Linked DNA regions of Mus musculus: all the other regions are linked to region 1. A link is a contact called in public Hi-C and promoter capture Hi-C data. All regions are on one chromosome and are shown on one strand. The core of a region is the stretch at or near the end of the contact, and the rest is flanking DNA. Distances in the headings are between cores, read along the strand shown.

Region 1 (3,852 bases), core at 662-3,161:
TATTTTTACAACAAGCCCCTCAACTCCTACTGGAGCCAAACAGTGGTAGTCTCAGGTAGGCCCGAAGCAAGAGTTAACCTGGGATGTGACCTTGGGAGTCTTAGTGAAGTCTGAGGGAACCACTGGTACACATCGTAAGCTCTAGCCCAGCCAGTGGGATACCAGGGTGGGGTGGGGGGGACTTTAAAGACCTTAGAGATGGTTAGTTCCCAGGAGCACATACTTGCTAGATTCCTTGTCATCTACAAAATACACACCCCACGACCACTGCATCTCAGCTTACGAAAAGGAAGGACAGAGTATAGGTCCCCTTTAGAGCTCAGTACAAGATACCAGGGGCAGGCTAGGGGCATGGCCAAGGCTGTTCAGCAATTGGAGCAGAAGTGTCCTATCCATCAGAGGGGAACTCTGCCTAGAAATGCTTTGGTAGTGGTGGAAGGGGCAGTCATCCTTTGGGGGGGAGGGAGGGCGAACAGGAGATACACTAGAGCTGGCTGTCTTCCCCGGCTGCCAGCCTGCCATTGGAAGACACCCAGAAGTCTTTCCAATTACCCATGCCAACTGCTCAACCCTTTAGTATATCCCCCTTCCCCGCCTCCCGCAACCCCCCCCCCCCGCCCATCCCAAGTCCAGGAGGACCCTGGCCAGACCCCACAGCTGTAACTCAGAGAAGACCCCTCCCCCTTGACAAGAGACTTAGGGGAGAAATTAGAGCCCCCCCCCAACCAGGCACCAATCCCAAACTCTCCACTGCCCCTCTTCCCCACAGGGCCTGGAAGTCAAAGCAGTTTAGGGCGAAGGGAGCAGATCCTGCAGCTGCTCCGAGAACAGGAGAGGGACATTTCATTCACCCCAGAGTCCCCTAGGGCTGAAGCAGAGCGTCCAAGATTTGAGTTTAAAAATAAGTTGGCGCTGTCTTAGTGGCTGTGTGTGTATGGGGCTCTCTCTCTCTCTTCAGCTCAGCTTTACAGCCTCAGGTCCTCTGCCTCCTGGGGGATGGGCTGGCTAAGAGTCAATTTCCCCCTAGCCTTGCCTCCACCCTTTCAAGCCTGGGGCAGCTGTCAGTGAACACACTAGGTGTCTCTCCTCAGCGAACTCTAGCCTCCACTCCGTACCTCTCAGTACCCTTGAGCTTAGTCAGTACCCGTCTTTGTGTTTGGGTGAAGGTGTTCCTGTATCTCTGGAGCTGTGTCCCAGTAGGGCCTCCACTCTGGGGATCTCTATCCCTGTTCATATCCAAGTCTTGGTCTCTCTCGACGTCTCTATGTCTCTGACCTGAGAGTCTCTTTAGGCCTCCGGGAGGCAGATTTAGCGCTAGTCTAACAAGCTCCAGCCTCGGGGCCCTCCAAGGCCCTGGGAAGGGTGCTAGCAATGAGTTCCCTGGGGCCATACATTTGCTTCTTAAAATGCTCCCCAGAACCCGGGTCCCCGCCGTGCCTCGAGAAGTTCATCCGGCCATTCTCTGCCCTCGTTGGAGTGGTCCCGGTAGCCTCCTGGGGCGCGCGTCCTTGTCTGTTCTACCAGGCTCCCTAAGAGCCTCAGTTTCTCCAACCCTGCTGATCTCTGTAGCTTTTCTAGTTCAAACTTGGTCCCCACCCCTTGCAACTCTGGCGGTCCCCGCCCGGCCGGGAGGCGCGGAGCGGTGGGGTCCGTGCAGGCGCGTGGGGTCCCGAATTCGGGATGCCCCAGCAGAAGACAGGGGTGAGGGGCCCAGAGAGCGACCCTGGTCCGAGCGCAGCTGGGGCGGGGGACTCTCACCTCGAAGCGGGCGCGGGAGCTGGGCGCGCGCGGCGTGGGTGGGGCGGGAGCCGATCGCCCGGCGGCTCCTACCTGTGGGCCAGGCGGAGGGGGGCCGAGAGAGCAGCGGCGAGGTAGCCGGCTGCGACTGACTGTGTGGGCGAGTGGGCGCGCGGCCCTAAGCCTCCGAGGAAGTGCTCGGGCCCGCCCCGCCCGGACCCCGCCCCCGGGCCCCCAACCCGCCCGCAAGGGCCAGACCCCGCCCCCTCCTGCCTGCGGCGAGCCCAGCCCAGTCGAACCTGGTGCTCTGACCTCCTCGACCACTCCTTGCTCGCCCCCTGCAGCTTAACCCGCCTCCTGCGCCCTTCGGACCCCGGGGGACGGCTGGAAGCGATCTCAGGCCAGGGGTGCAGAGCTCCTAGGACTAGCTAGAGTCCATCTGGAGACCAGACCTCCCTTCCTCTTTTCCCTCTAGCTCATCCCCAGATGTTACACTAAACCTTAGCTTGGGAAGGAGGCCTTAATCCAGCCGGCTGGAGGCGTGGTTTTGATTCTGCCTTACCAGCGGAGATCAAGGTTTTTTTTTTTTTTCTAGAAACTTGGGCTAAAGAGAGCGAGCCTTTATCCTCCTCAATTTCAAAGGGCTTTATTCTATAAGCGACTGGCGAAAGCACAGGCAACAACCTCCCCATCCTCAACTGTGCCCTGGCACTGAGGTTTCTATAGTGCCCAGGAATAGTTTTGACCTTTGAGGCTCAGGGAGACCCTAATCCTCGGCCTCCCTGGCTTTGGGTTTCTCGAGAGGGTGTGTGAACAGTGCGAGTGGTTGGTGCAGGCAGGGGTGGTTAAGAAGGGAGGGAACTTGTGCAGTTTTTGATCCTCCAGCTTCTACCCTATTCCGGGAAGGGAGGACTAGTGTCTGCCAGGGACACGAGGCCCATCCAGGTCCTTGAGGCCACCCCCCTTGGGATCCTCAGGCTTGTCACTAGGAATAAATAGCCTTGATCTGGAGGGCGGGGTGGGGGTGGGGGAGCTCTGTTGTGCTGTTTGCAAAACAAGAGACAACAAACTAACCCTGGTAATAACCTTTGCGTCTCGGGGATGATTCAGATGTCCAGAGAGGCCCCCCCTAATTCAAGGCTGCATCCAGCCTTGCTAGCATTTTGGGGATTAAGACCCTTCAAGGCTGGTGTGGCGCCTTCCCTTCTGTATCAGGGGTCTGGTTGCTAGGTCCTAAGACAGCCTCTAGGCCAGGTTTTCTTTCAGAGTTAAAGGATTGCTTAAATGTTGTTGATTCTTAAATTGCAAATGCCACGAGGGCAGAGGTTGGGTCGGTTTTTTTTTTTTTTTTTTTTCACTACTGCATTCCCAGTATCTACTCCAGTGTTTGACCTGCAGTAAATGAGGGATGAATGTCACACACTGCTTTCATTTGGACCCCCTGCCACTCCCTGCCAGGCACCTACTATCAGACAGTCTGAGGGTGAGCCCTTCCTCTGGGACTTGTCTCCCAGGTCTAGGGAGCTCTATGTACAGGAATGCAGGAAACACTATCATTCCTGGTTGGAGTAGACAGCGAGAGGGGTCTGTCTGTCCTGACCTGAAGTGGGGACAATGGTGGGAAACTGTACTGTCTAGTTTTGTGTCAACTTGACACAATCTAGAGGTGTTTGTTTGTTTGTAAGGAGGAAACCTCAATTGAGAAATGCTTCCATAAGATCAGGATGTAAGAAAGCCTGTAGGGCATTTTTCTAATTAGTGATTGATGGAGGAAGAGCCAGCCCAGTGCCATGGTGGGTGGTGCCATCCCTGGGCTGGTGGTCCTGGATACCATAAGAAAGCAGACTGAGCAAGCCATGAGGAGCAAGCCAGTAAGCAGCACCCCTCCATGGTCTCCACATCAACTCCTGCCTCAAGGTCCCTGCCCTGTTTGTGTTCTTGTCCTGACATCCTTCAGTGATGCACTATGATGAAGTAGAAGTCAGATAAACCGCTTCCTCTTCAGCTTGCTTTTTGGTCATGGTTTCTTCCCGGCGATAGAAACTATAACTAGGGCAGAGCCTTCAGGAAAGGAAGAGTTGTTAGTGAGCAGTAAAGGTGCTTCATCTTGGGGTC
Region 2 (4,259 bases), core at 1,173-3,672, 260 kb before region 1:
AGGGGACTTTCTCACTGTCTGATGAAGCTAGACTTGGACTTCAGTCTTCTCTCATCTGCCAGAGCAACCAAAGATGCCAGAATGGCTCTCTCAGGGGTCAGGGTGTGAGAAGAAGGGTTGGGCTGGTGTCCTCTCCTCATTCAGGAAGTGTTTTATCTTTCTGGGACCAGTATGAGATTTACAAGGAAGAGGCAAGTGGTACTAACTAGATTGGGGTAGAGGAGTGGGAATGGCAGTAGCCCATCTGCAATGGGTCTGCCTTTGACTATCCTGACACAGTCCTGCTTTCTGCTCTGCCCAGGGCCAGACCTGGCCCACATTTCAGGATCACATCAATCAAGCTGGCCAGTGTGTCTCCTCTCAAACCCAGGAAGGTGACAATTTGATGGCCCCCCACCCTGACTGTTTCTATGATGCCCGGCAGATATCCCAGGATTCTGGATGGCTTGCACCTGCACCTGGCAGCTGCCATGCTCGGGAGGCCTGGCTGCCTGGCTGGAGAACTCAATGATTTGGGTCAGATGTAGGTCTGCCTTGCCAAGTCGGGCTCACCACAATGACATTCCATTTCCTGAGGAACATAAGCCTGACATTCATTGGTTCCGTTTCCACTTCGCCATCTGTACTCCCCTGTTCTGGTCCCTTGCATGGTCAGAGCCAGCTATCCTCCAGTGCACTCGCGCACACACGCGCGCACGCACCTCTTCTTCCATTGTCTGAGCCATTGGTCAGAAAGTTCTTCCCCACAGGAGTGAGGTCCTGGTAAGTTAGGCACTCCCTAGTAAGAGCTGGCCACAGGCCCAAAGTCTATGTTTGAGACATATTTACAGGGCTTCTATTTTGTGCCCTGTGTCCTGTAGGTTCTGTGGAGGGCAGGGAGCCATCTACACCCAGTACCTGTCCATTTTCAGTCATGAAAAAAAAAAAAAAGCCCCCAAACCTCAACCTCATGGCTGTAAGAAGAAACCTATCAGGCCACCTGAGCCAGACCAGAGGGGAGTTCTTGAAGATTTCCTGGAGGAAGAGACTTCTTGAAGTGAAAGGTCCTATCAGCTGACCTTGGAAAGAGCAAGGAAGATGATGATCAGGAGAAGATCTGAACACGGAGGTTCTAGTTAGAGGTCATCACAGGTTCTGTGTCTTATTAGATACATCTGTAAGCTCAGCTAGGCAGTATCAACAAGCCTCCACTGGCATCTGTTTTTGAGACAGGGTCTCTCTACTATGTAGCTCTGGCTATCCTGGAACTTGCTATGTAGACCAGAATGCCTTAGAACTAATTCATGGGGATCCATCTGCCTCTGCCTTCCAAGTGCTAGAGGATTAAAGGCAGACACCACCATGCCTAGACATTGGAAATTCTTATAACAAAAAGGGTAAGCCGGGTAGGCCTGGGAGCACATGCCTCTCGTCCCAGCCGCTCCTGTGGCTACCGCAGGAAGATGGCAAGTTCAAGGCCAGCCTGAGTAACTTAGTTAGACCTTGTCTCAATTTTTAAAATCTTTTTAATTGACTGTGTCTAATGCTTTGTAGTAGAGCAATTGCCTAGCATGCTAAAGGCCTGCATTTCAATTCCCAGCAACACACACACACACACAACACACACACACACACACACACACACACACACTGATGGGCCAATGAACAGAAAAATTAAGTCAGCAGGTCAAGTCACATGAATGACTATGGTCCTAATTGGTATCCCTAACTGTGCTACATTTTTAGCCTACTGCCCAGCAACAGTAGGACCTCTGCATTTTGTTGTATGAACAGAGAAAAGCAGGATGCTTTCTGCTAACAAGTGTTAGCTCCACCGCACGGAGGCCAGTGCTCCTGCAACATGTCACATAGTGTCCCCAATGGTCACACGAGATGGGTACGGCCCTGATCTCATTCTCAGAGATAGAAATTGGAATACAGAGAGGCTGCATTCCTCCCCCAAGGGTGCACAGCCTCTCTGCGGGGGTGGGTGGGAAGGAGCACCTCTGTGTCCCTGTGGGGGCCTTCTGTGGGGTGTCAGGCACATTTGGGGTCTTTCTTCCATACAAACAACAGAAGCAGAAGCAGGAACCACACATCTCTCAAAAGTGAGAAGATCTACCATTCAGAGCAAAGGCACTTGCCTGGCCTAGAAGCTGGCCCCCTGCACTTTATCTGTTAATATTGTGCACTCTCTCCCACACTGCATCAGTTTCCTGAAACATTTCCCGAGCTGCACCCCCCCACCAGCCCCCTGCACCCCCCCCACCCCCCACCCCCGGCAAGCTTCGGGAAGGAAGCAGTTCCAGAAGAAGAGCTGGCCCAGTGACTAGGCAGCAGAATTTATGTCCTGTCCAGGGCGGACAGTTTGGCTGCTGTTACGAAAGGCTGAGCAGGGTGCAAGCATGGAACTTATTCCCTGTAAATGACTTCAAATGTCAGGCAGCACAGCCCAGAATTTTTTTGCGCACGCACCCAGCTGCTGGAGGCCAGGCCTTCGTAGTGAGCATGCCTGCTGACCTCATGGCTACTCCAAATGCCATCAGAGCTCGCTAGGAGACAGAAGGTTCCAGTGAAGAGCTAGAGCAACATGCTTTACAGGGGACACAGGGGCCCCTCCCGCCCGAGAGATGGCACAAGGACAGAGGGTGTTGTTCTGATCTGAATAAGATCCACTCCAGTGCAGATGGAGCAAGAAATTACCTGCAGATGTGACTAGGCATCACCACTGTGACTTGCAGGGGCTGTCACGAAGGCTGGGGAGCTAGGGGCCTCTTAGAGAAGGCTTCATTCCACACAGCAATCCACATAAGCATCCAGGCAACGTAGACTTATGCCTGGGCCTAAGGGTGATTAGGCCTGGCTTGCCCATAGAGTCAACTGGTGAATTAGTCTGCAGGGGATCTGCTTTGTGGCCTCAGGAAGGGCTTTTCTGCAAGGATACCCAGGAAGGAAGTTGTCAGTGATCCTCTGGGCACATGCCACATGGGGGGCCAAGTCCTCTAGGAGTGCAGTAGAGCCTTCCTTTCTGGGTACATTGTAAGCTGTGTAAAACGAGACAGTATGCTCTCTAAAGTAGAAAGCTAAAGCAGTGGGTTACACACTGCAAATAAGGGACCAAGCTGGAGAGATGGCTTAGTGGTGAAGAGCACTGGCTGCTCTTCCAGAGGACCTGGGTTCAATTCCCAGCACCCACATGGCAGTAACTGCAGTTCTAGGGGATCGGACAGTCTCTTCTGGCCTCTGTAAGCTCCAGGCAAGAAAGTGGTACATACATGTATAATGCAGGCAAAAAAAGGTTTTTAAAGGGACTCTTGTGGATGGAGATGGAGGGATACATGCTAGATGGATGGATGGGTCGATGGGCAGATTTATTCATTTACTCAATAAATTAATGTCCAATCTAGTATCTAAAGGGCTCCAAACTCTGTTTCTGGCACAGATACATAGATCTCTTCTATGGACACATAGACACACAGATCCTGTCCTGAAGAAGTATACACCATGGAAAGGTGACACCACAGGTTGTTATCCTGGAGCACACAGTGGAAGGGGAGACAGAGGAGGACAATGACTTGTCTTAAGTGGTCAAGAAAGACTTCGTGGAGAAGTTGATAAAGAAGCTACCCCGTGAAAGGGACCAGAAGGCCAAGGGAGTGTTTCAGCCTGTACAGTGCTTACCTTGAAGGCATGAAGACCTAAGGCTCTGGACATGGTGGTAGAGGTAGACACTCGGCATGGGAGAAACAAAGACAGGCAGATCTTGGGGGCTTGGGTCCAGCCAGCCTAACTCATTTGGTGGGCTCCAGATCAGTGGTAAATCCTGTCTCAAAAAACCAAAGTGGATGATATCCCAAGAAATGGATCCCAAAGTTGACCTCTTGCTTCCACACACATGTTCACACCCACGTACATATGTATACCCCCTCCAGCACACATACAGATGCATCACACATACACTAACCATCCTCTGGCTCCTCTGGACATCCCTTCAGACATCCTGGCAGATATACCCTGAGACAAAGGTGTAGGGACAGTGGAGAGAATTCTGTGCCTGTTTAGAGAGGACCTGAGTTGCGTTAGGAGCTGAAGGGAAAGTGGTGGGCCCAGGAGGGGTCTGGAACAACATGCCAAGGACTTTTTGCAGGCCCTGGGACCTTAGGGAGGCTGCAGAGATAAGAACACTGTTGGACTTTTGGAGTAGAGCCATCTTCTTGGCCAAGAGCAAGTTGGAAAGATAGAGACTGGAGCCAGAGGCCAGCAGCTGCCAGATAGCAAGT
Region 3 (4,167 bases), core at 1,066-3,565, 380 kb after region 1:
AAGCGTGATCAGAAAGTCTCAAGGTTCTTGAGACTTTCCTGTTTGGCTTTCAATCCTATCAGCTTCAAAAGCTTGTGCCTTACCTATGACAACGGGTTCTTTCCTCATGACATATCTGCCAGGTAGCTTTATTGTTTCCATTTGATAGATGAAAATGGAGAGGCTGAGAAGTTAAATCCAAACGATTTAAAGGCCAGGACTTAAAATCTCCCCCCTCCCCCCAGTACATCAACCTGTCTTCAAAGAAAAGTTTGCCTCTCCTCTGTTTCTTAAAGGAACAAAGATCTAAACTTTTAGATATTTCTTCTTGTGTATGAGAGTGCGAGTGAGCATGTGTGTGCATGTGTGTGTCTGTGTGTGCACACACACGTGCAGACAGCCATGCACGTCCTATGGCATTCCATGGAGATGGGAGACAGCACCTCATGTCAGTCTTTATTTTCCATCTTGTTTGAAACCTGCTCTTCATTGTTCTGTCCGTGCATACCAGGCTAGGTATGAGCTCCCAGGCACTCTCCTGTCTCCACATCTCAGCAGAGGAGCACTGGGGTTACAGTGTATGTGACCACACGCAGCTTTATGTGGTCCTGCGACTCCAAACTCAGGTCCTCATGCTGCCACAGCCAGCGCTTTACCTAATGAATCATCTCCCTAGCTCTCAGAAATTGAAGAGTCGGATATGAACTCACCATACCCAAGAGGGATTCTGCAGAGAAGCTGCTCAAAAAACTAATTTTGTGAATTGTATCACAGTTTTAGTGCACCAGCTTTTAAAATAATTCCTAAAGCAAATTCTTTTATATCTGTGGATATGAATTTTCATCTATGAATACTATTTGCCCACTGTAGAAATCACCTGCTCTTGGCTTTCCCCACAATGGATGCAGAGATTGCCCTTCAGATGGGGTAGGGAAGAGACTTCCACTTGAGGAAGGGGACATTGACACAGGAGACATCCAAGATAACAGATAATGAAGCCAACTCCCAACCAGCCTGAGTGGTGAGTTGTTGCATGTCTGGTATATTTCCTTCGAATTATCACAGGGTCTGAGGGGCACAGACATTGTGGTAGAGGCAGAAAAGACAGCAGGAGGAGAGAGTCACAGAAACAGGCTGAAGGAAGAAACAAAGAGAAGATAAGCAGAAAGTCAGAAGGGATTGAAAGAGAGAAGGGAAGGAGAGGGAAAAGGGGAGGGAAGAAAGGAAGGGAAAAAGGAGGGCAGGAGGGAGGAAGGGGAAGAGAAAGAGAGGAGGGAGGGGTTGGGAGGGGAAGGAAGAGGGATGAGGGGGAGAAAGAGAGACAGACAGACAGACAGACAGAGAGGCAGAGATAGACAGAGATAGACAGAGACAGAAGAGAGATAGAGAGACAGACAAGAGAGACTGAGACAGAGAGAGACAGACAAGAGAGAGACACAGAGAGGGGGTAAAGAGAGACAGACAGACAACAGAAATAGAAGCAGGAAGGAAAAATTTGAAGAAAGGAAGAATGAGGATTCAGGGAAAAGAGAGATGGAGCAGCAAAGGATGCTGGTCAACTCTTCTGTCAGTTCCTGCCCTGGGCAGGGGAGAGGCTGTAAGAACAGCTCTGTTCCACAGCATGTGCCCTCATGCCTGCTGGTTCAAACCACCCTCAATGGCCCACTTCCATAGGTTAGCTGGCTTATACCCATTCTGTCATAGCTCTTTCCTCACTAACATTCTCAGACTAGGACTCAGCTGGCGTTCGCGGCCATCTTCTCCAGGGCAACAGGCTCCATTTTTCACCCTACAAATTTCTTCCCTCCCTGGAGGTGAGCTGGGACTGAATTTCATGTATACAACTCCAGAAGACCTTCCATCACAGGGCAGCCTTGCGGAACAAACTGTGCAGATCCCTAGGCCAGAAAGATGACCAAGATTAGGGACTACACCGGGGGTAGGGGTGGGGCTGTCAAAAAAGACTGACTGGACCTGCCCTGAGGTGGCACCTCAGGGAGGTGCTGACTATCCATCACAGGGAGAGACTGAGTGAAATGACCACAGAGCTCTCCCTCCACCTCTGAGTTCTCCCACAGCCTGTATAAAACAGTCTTTAAACCTATCCTTACTCATGACATATTGCTCTATATGGTTAGAAGATCCTCCCATCACACATTAAAGGAGAAAGTTAAGTCCCTAGCCAAAGGATTACAGTCTCTGAATCACATAGTTCGACAATGGCAGATTTCCAGGGGAATTCCAACTCTTCACCCAGGAGATATGAATACAGACTGAGAAGAACAGAGCTGGCGGCAGGCAGCTTCCTGCGCCTTCTAGGGGACGTTGCCTCATACAGTCTCCCTGTCATAGTCCCAGAACAGTGGGAAAAGGAGAGAAGACAGACCCAACAGTCCACCAGGCATTCATTGCTGTGAAGGGCACGTCCTCCCAGGAGCTTGCCTGCTCTCTGTGAAAGCCCTTCCTGGAGGCTTCTGCTCATGTCACTGCCCCAGCCTGGGCTCCTCTACCATGGACAGCACCCTGAGCTGCATGTCCTCTGTACCGGCAGCTGGAGACCCAGCTTTGCAGCTGGCCTTCCTGTTACTTCCACTGTCAATCATTAGCTGAGTTTAAGCACCAGGAAGCACAGGGCAGGCGTAGAATGAGCACTGTTCTTGGGAACTGGCTTCGAGGTCATCACACTGGAGGTCCTGCCTAACCAAGGGCTAGAGAAGCAAAGGTGTGTAGGATGATTCCCATATTAAGGCACCCACAATGCCTGTCCTAAGGTACTTGAATCTGGTACCTCTGTGACAGAGGGTTGCTATGTCACATCGTAAGTGCTGTGGTGGAGAAGCATGGGGTGCTGGGTACCCGGCTTGACACATCAGGGAAGGAAGGACAGAGGAGAAAAGACACCCCGTTGTGTCCAGTGTTTGAACTGAACCCCAAGGGATGAGTGGAAGGTTGCCAACGTTTATAAGGAGCATCTCAACAGCTGAGGAAGCTAACAAAGATGGGGGAAGTCTGACCACTTCAGAAACACTGGTTCCTTAGGTATTGACGAGAAGAGAGCGAAAGACATGCCACTGGAGAGGAAGACAGACAGAAAGCATAGAGTTTGTTTGGTCAGCTATTGTCCTAAGGTGCTGGAAGCAGCTACAAAGTCTTTGTAACAACCCCTAAGAGAAAGGCCAAGGGTCTAAGCAAAGGAAAAGGCTGTGGGAACAGAAATAGGGGGCGTTGGCATTTCTTCGAGGCTCCACCCAACAGTTACCTAGCAACAGCCAGGTATGAGCCTGGCTTGCTATAAAAGGACTGTTTAGCCTCTCTGTCTCTGTCTCTATCTCTGTCTCTCTCCCTCTCTGTCTCTCCCTCTCTCTTCTTTCTCTCCTCACTCGTCTCTCTCTTCTCTCCTCTCTCTCTTCTCTCTCTCCTCTCTCTCCCTCTCCACGTGTTCCCAGTAGGCCTCTTCCCTTCTTTCTCTCTCCTTGCCTTTTCTGTCCATCTCTGTCCCCTTTCTTTCTTTGCCTCTACTCCCTTCCCCACACCCCCTTCCCATATCCCAAATAAACGTCATTTTTTATACTAGACCATCCGTGTGGCTGACCTCAGGGAAGATGCTTCAGCATGGGTCTGCCAAGAAATGGTCCCCCCACCCCTGCCATCACATCATGCCACATCATTACAAAACATATCAGTGTGTCTTGAGATATCCTTTTGAGGGTCTGGAGAGATGACTCAGCAGTTAAGAGCACTGACTGCTCTTCCATAGGTCCTGAGTTCAATTCCCAGCCAACCACATGGTGCCTTACAACCATCTGTAATCTGAAGACAACCAGTGTACTCACGTACATGAAATAAATAAATCTTAAAAAAGAAAAGATATCCTTTTGAAAATGGAAACATAGAACCTGATGATAAAGCTGACCGTAATAGCCTATTCCAGATCTATGATTTAACAGTGAGAAAGACTTTGTCTCAAAACAACAGTAATGAAATTATAATAATTATTAATAATAATGATAGTATGACAAATATCCAGTAAGACATGGAAATAAAAGACAGCTATGGGGGACAAAAAAAGCAAATTCAGCTAAATAAAAACATTTTCGGGGATGAATATAAGACATATGAAAGAATACAATAATCAAAGATCTAATTTTTAAAAAAGAAAAAGGAAAACAGCAGGATGAAGAGATGTCT

Evidence for each region. Promoter capture Hi-C pulls out the DNA fragments that hold promoters and counts their contacts. A called contact is a pair of places that touch in the nucleus more often than the background predicts.
Region 2: a Hi-C map of uterus shows a contact between it and region 1. The contact joins the enhancer-like site here to the promoter of Fhl3 in region 1. A contact is called at or near these places in 1 of 39 promoter capture datasets (liver), 2 of 484 Hi-C or Micro-C datasets (natural killer cells and uterus) and 2 of 9 other capture datasets (adipose tissue and liver).
Region 3: a promoter capture Hi-C map of trophoblast stem cells shows a contact between it and region 1, with 3 times the contacts expected there. The contact joins the enhancer-like site here to the promoter of Fhl3 in region 1. A contact is called at or near these places in 6 of 39 promoter capture datasets (cranial neural crest, embryonic stem cells, epiblast stem cells and 3 more) and 4 of 115 datasets of contacts at active chromatin or transcription factors (astrocytes, differentiating embryonic stem cells, embryonic midbrain and 1 more).

What each region holds. Positions count from the first base shown.
Region 1 is chr4:124,698,758-124,702,609 of GRCm38.p6, reverse strand. Fhl3 (four and a half LIM domains 3) reads right to left here and starts at 1,911. Exons shown (of 6, transcript NM_010213.3): 1 at 1,759-1,911.
Region 2 is chr4:124,957,409-124,961,667 of GRCm38.p6, reverse strand. Gm12930 (a long non-coding RNA gene) reads left to right here. Exons shown (of 3, transcript XR_003955275.1): 3 at 3,422-4,259. Among named protein-coding and RNA genes, the nearest start is that of Gm32371, 14 kb to the left of the region's middle. Within about 2 kb of position 2,422, at least 13 of the 459 cell types and tissues checked have an H3K27ac peak or open chromatin away from gene starts, as enhancers often do. A contact at or near this core is called in adipose tissue and uterus, where this site is marked.
Region 3 is chr4:124,315,614-124,319,780 of GRCm38.p6, reverse strand. It overlaps 1700021L23Rik (RIKEN cDNA 1700021L23 gene), which reads left to right. Exons shown (of 5, transcript NR_166446.1): 4 at 850-1,000. Among named protein-coding and RNA genes, the nearest start is that of 1700021L23Rik, 15 kb to the left of the region's middle. Within about 2 kb of position 2,315, at least 24 of the 459 cell types and tissues checked have an H3K27ac peak or open chromatin away from gene starts, as enhancers often do.